Regions from separate parts of the Muntiacus reevesi genome. Here region 2 is linked to region 1. The links are chromatin contacts, called in public Hi-C maps. All regions are on one chromosome and are shown on one strand. The core of a region is the stretch at or near the end of the contact, and the rest is flanking DNA. Distances in the headings are between cores, read along the strand shown. Region 1 holds the start of SLC2A3 (solute carrier family 2 member 3). Region 2 holds the start of NECAP1 (NECAP endocytosis associated 1).

What was found. A called contact is a pair of places that touch in the nucleus more often than the background predicts.
Region 2: a contact with region 1 is called in a Hi-C map of blood, with 5 times the contacts expected there. The contact joins the promoter of NECAP1 here to the promoter of SLC2A3 in region 1. A contact is called at or near these places in 2 of 3 Hi-C or Micro-C datasets (blood and muscle).

Annotation. Positions count from the first base shown.
Region 1 is chr1:45,696,777-45,699,523 of mMunRee1.1, forward strand. It overlaps SLC2A3 (solute carrier family 2 member 3), which reads right to left and starts at 1,358. Exons shown (of 10, transcript XM_065941856.1): 1 at 1,205-1,358. The coding sequence starts at 1,219.
Region 2 is chr1:45,833,309-45,836,055 of mMunRee1.1, forward strand. It overlaps NECAP1 (NECAP endocytosis associated 1), which reads left to right and starts at 1,414. Exons shown (of 8, transcript XM_065941893.1): 1 at 1,414-1,538. The coding sequence starts at 1,444.

The sequences.
Region 1 (2,747 bases), core at 108-2,607:
GCCTTAGGATTGCTGAGAACAGATTATTCTGCGGAACAGCTAGAGCCAGTGTAGGCTCATCCGCACCCCAAATTTCACAAAGGCAAAGTGCTAGTGATGTGTCATCATCACCAGGCTGCTCGCAACTCTGGATCACAGAATCTGCAGGATCCACCCACCGTACCCCCGTACCCTTGGTCCCATCTGAAATTCTTCCCGTTCACTTGAAGAGGTAGTGCTATCCCCCACCCACCCACCAGGGGGCGAGAAAAAGCTGACTCCCAATCCAAAATGGAGACATTTTGTGAGGGGGCTGTGCTGAAATCAACCCAGTCATCACTCACCTTGTCGGGGATAATTCTAATAGGTGTGATCTTAATTTCCACCCCCAAGAGAGCTCAATTTTTATGCCTGAGAGCTCCGCCCCCGAGAACCCTTTCTCATCTTAAACTCCTTCCCTTTCAAGTCAGGCAGTGGCAGGCCTGGAGTTAACAGTTCCCCAAATTGACCTTGCCTCCACCGGATCTAAGGATCCCCGAGGCCCGCAGGGGCAGCGCTTTCTGCTTCATCCACTCCTTTTAGTAGAAACCTCTTATTTTCTCTCATCATTTATACTCCTTGAGGGCCTTCCCACTTTTTCATCCCTTCTCTTATCTTTCATTTTCAGATAGATTACCTTAGTGAAAATGCCTTTCTTCCTACAAATACCGCATCCACAACACCTAATAATATATTAATATACTGTGCGTTCACAAGCATGGAATTCTCTCCTTAGGTAATCCAGGGAATCCCATAAGTCATAGAACAGATGATGGCTGGACACCGACCCGGCAGCCCCAAAACACCCTCTGGTCTTTTCAAGGTCTAAAGCATCAACACCACCATACCGCCCCCGGTGCCCTGAACACTCAACTTCACATCCTCAAAAGCATGCAATTGTATTAAAGAAAACACACACACACACTCATGTGTGTTATACAAGCACAACTTCTCCAGGTGACTTTTCCCACCCCAAGAAGGTGAATGGAACTGGGATAAACCCTTTATAGGACATGACATCCGAGAAGAACTGTGGAAGGGCGGCACTGCAGGCTGGGAGAGCAACGGGAAAGGCTTCCAGATTGCTAGGTGACTCCGCGTAACCGCTCAGCCAACGCCGGTATGGCTCGCCTTTCCGAGTGCATCCCAAGCCGGCAAAAACAGCCAGTGACCGTATCGCTCTTACCTTCGTGGTCCCCATGGCCGCAATTTAATTCTCTTCAATTCTTCGATAAAGATCTAGGAGTGGGACTCCAGAGACCCCTCTTCCAGGCGGCAAAACCTCCAATATGTCCTCTCTCGGCGCAAGTTTTCCTCCAGGTTCTCAGTAGCGAGCCTATAGCTCACGCGCCTATATAAGCTTCGGAGAGGGCGGAGCCCGGCAGACAAGCCCCCAGCCCCACCCTACCCGCCTCCAATCTTTGGAGCTCCTCAGACGGGTGGACCTCAAACACGGCCCCCTCCCTACGCAACACCCCCCACCCCTTTTCGAAACCACATCCTGCCCCCACCCTACTCAATTTTTTTTTTAAAGCTTCTCCTCCTTGTTTCACAGACAAAATGCTCCGAGAAACGCTTAGAGGGAGGGCAGATACACTTAATTTTTTGCCCTCGCAAGTGTTCAGAATTGATTCAATCTGTAAAAAGAAGAGAATAAAGGCTATCCATATTTGGCAAAGGTCGTTGGATGTAAACAGAAGACATTCATAATCCTATGACTTTATCAGCTGCTCTTTGATTTCAGGCTGTGTCTACAGCCTTGGAGGGGAGGGAACGACAGTCTGAGAGAAGGAAAGCCAAAGAAGGAAGAATTGAATGAGGTTTTGGCTCCACTTGTCCTCTGATTTAGCATAGTCTCTCCTGGGAGAAAACCTGAATATCCAGGAGCCAAACCAACTCTTCCTGGGTTCCAGGAAGCAGAGAATCAGCTGGCCTGGTACACAATCCAAACTCCTGTTAATGTCGTTCACCAGCTTCCCACCCAGCTGAATCCTACTCACTCTGCAGCGTTTTGCCCCTAGTCTCATGTTGACAGCATCTAGAGGGAGAACAATTGTAAGGTTCCATTAAACCTGTGTTTTATTTGCAGAGCACAAACTGTGTATCGGAAAGAAGTTGGGGATTCATCAGTAGAGAGGATCAAAAAGTCCGGGCCCTCAGGAGTCAACGATGCTCCCCCCTTCCACTTAAAACATTCACGAGGGGCCAGGGCAACTGCTTCTTATACAACTGGAGAGAACTGCCAACGTCCTATTCCTTCTGGGCTGTAAGAGAAAAGTGTGAGCTACACATCTGATTTCCAAGCCACACAAGAGAAGTGAGCCAAATGAGGAGGAGAAAGATAGAAGGAAAATGAGAGCAGAGGAAGATGAAGGAAAATAAAAGGCCAGAGAAGTGGCTCCCACTTCAGTCTAGTTGTAGTTAAAGAGTTGGATGAGCAATTATATGAGGCTTTTAATGGTGGGAAATTATCAATAGTCAAGTTCCCAATGCCTATCAATGTGTAGCGTAGCAACCCCAGCAGGGGAAGAGGGGGTGGGGTGGCAGAAGCAGGTGAAGAGGTTGAATTTGGCTGGAGGAGTCACTGATGATAGTGACTCCTCCTTTGGGGTTTTGGTTGGGTGCCTGGAATCCAAACTGGTACTACTCGGCCTTAAACAAACCACATCATGTGGTCTGTCCTTAAATGAGGATTAAAAAAAACCCAAACAAACTGAAGTATAACTGAC
Region 2 (2,747 bases), core at 164-2,663, 140 kb after region 1:
GATATTCATTTACCTAGTTTTCATTTTTCACCATTACAAACAACGCTGTAATAAACATCATTGTATATATTATTTTGTACACATAAAATTATTGCCCTAAAATAGCTATTAGTGGATTTGCTACATTTAATGTTACATACAGGATATTAATTCGAAATTTACCCTCAGAAATGCTATACCACTACCTTCCAGCAAACAGTGAGTAGTTGATTCCCCACATCCTTATTATAGCTAGGTATTTATGATTCATTTTAGAGTTTTAAGCTATCACTTTGTTATGCAGGGCAGACAAATTAGACAGGTTTCCAACCAGTCAACATGATGAAGTGGTTGGTGCCTACACCACAGTTGTAGTTAGGCAGACTTGAGTTGGTATCTTGGTTTTACACTTGCCCTCTGTGCTAATTAAATCAATTAGGTGACTGTTGTGGCAAGTTTAAATTTGGAGTGTACAAGGCAGGTGTTTATGGAGACACTGCAGTAGAATTTACCACTATAATAAAACTGAGAGCAAACACAGGCTATTAAATAATTCATAATGCTGTCTCAACTGGTCAGGAATTGAATTGATCCCATTTACAACTTATGTGTTAAGTCACTCAGTCGTGTCTGACTTTGTGATCCCATGGGCTGTATCCCGCCAGTCTCCTCTGTTCATGGGATTTTCCGGGCAAGAATACTGAAATCGGTTGCCATTTCCTTCTCCAAGGGATCTTCCGGGCCCAGGGATAGAGCTCAGGTCTTCTGCATTAAAGGTGGATTCTTTACCACCAAGGAAGCCCACTTACAGCTTAACATGGGTAAACTTTCCAAAAGATAATCAGGTACACACTGAAAGTGTGGCAGACTATTTCAACAGGTGCCATTCTCAAAACTCTGAGATAAAAAGGAGTTATTATAAGGCAATGGATCAGGCCCGGCATTCTTGAATTTTGGACTCTGGAAGATTAAAATCCACCATGTCTAGGCCTAGGTCATACACTTTCTCTAGGTATCCAATTTGGGATTACGGACCCGCGGATACCTCTTTTCTGCTTGGAAACTACGGTTAAAAAGTGACTTTTGGAAGAAAAAAAATCCGCCAAGCTTCAAGATGGTCGTAGTTCTCCCACAGCACTGCTGGTACCTGCCGAGAGCAAGATGGCGCTTTCCCTCCTCGCTTTTCGGGGATGGAGATATCCTTAACATGAATCACGCACTTGGAGGGCATCCTTGCCATTACCCAAGATGGTGACTCACGCAACCTCACCGTTTCCAGGTTTCAACATGGCTTCCCCAACCCGCGCCAGCGGAGGTTAATCTCAGGAAGCCTGCCAAACTCTCGCGGAAGCAGCGTTATCGGAAGTGCGTAAGCGGAAGTTGTTTTAGAACTCAACACCCCGGCTCTACGTCCCGCCCCCGCGCTGACGCCCCGCCCCCAGCGGCACAGCGAGCAGAGTCAAGATGGCGTCCGAGTTGGAGTACGAGTCTGTACTGTGTGTGAAACCTGACGTCAGCGTCTACCGGATTCCGCCTCGGGCCTCCAACCGCGGTTACAGGTACTAACTTCGAGTCACTGCGGCACGCGCGCACCCGGTCGAGCTTGACACTTTGTTTCTCAGATAGCAGGCCGCCCGTCCCTGCCATTGCCGCCTCTGGCTTGTTACCTTGTTAGCCTGGCCACCTGGGTTTTTGTCACGCTTTCCCCGAGCTGTTCCCCCACTCTGGACTGCCGACATCCTTGTTCCCCCTCTTAAAAAAAAAAAATTACTATCCTGTACCTTCCCACCGCTCTCCCCGCGGACCCCTCTGGGTCACCCATCTGCTCCCCATTATCCTCCCTTTTGTCGTGTCTGCGCCTTGGCCAGTCACCTTTCCTTCGCTCATCCCTGCGTCCTTCAGGTTGTCACCCTTATCGTCCCATCCCTACCCTCCCCCCCGCACCCCCCATTTCCAGTACCTCGTGCGCTTTTGTTGGTGATTATTGTGTCTTAGGCCCTTCTCTGGGTGAGATAATTTGTCTTTTGTGCCGTTCAGTCTTGCCACCAAATACCACCATCCACCGTATGATTTTTCCCTTCAGCACTTTTGTTAGTGGGCAAATGATCAGTGGTTGTCTAGTCTGTTTCTCTTCAATGTGTTTTCTATATATTGAAGATACTATAGTATAGGTGATACTATAGTATTTTCAAGCCTTCCTTCCCTCTTATCTTCTCATACAGCTTTTACTTTCAGAGTTAAGACAGCATTTTATCTGGAGGGCTAACTAACCACCTTGTAATCCAGTGACTATGAGGGCTTGAGGATGCTGTCGAAAGTTATGGTCATGCAGTCCAAAGAATTAACATGCAACTCACTGGTTTACCTGTTAAAAAATATGAGTGTTAGCCCTGGCAATTTAACAGCTGTGTGATTTGAGACAAATCTTTTAGCCTCTCCAAGCCTAAGATTTCTCATCTGTAAAATAGAAAGAAAAAAATGGGGAGGGGATGATGATAAAACCTGCTCTAGCTTTGTACCTTTAGAAGTTTTTGGCGGGTTAAATGAAATCATAATAAATGTGAAAAATAATTAAAAATGAATTTCCTAAAAAGTATTTAGTAAACAGTAAAGCAGTCTATAAATACAGTATTTTGGTTTCTCTCTCTGACTCACATCACCAGCATGATTTTCCTCTTGGCATTTGTTACCTCGGCTTAAAAGTTACCCTCTCTCTGTGTCTTATGTTGTGCTTCCTTATCAGAGGTTCGTTCATCCTGAATCAGTAT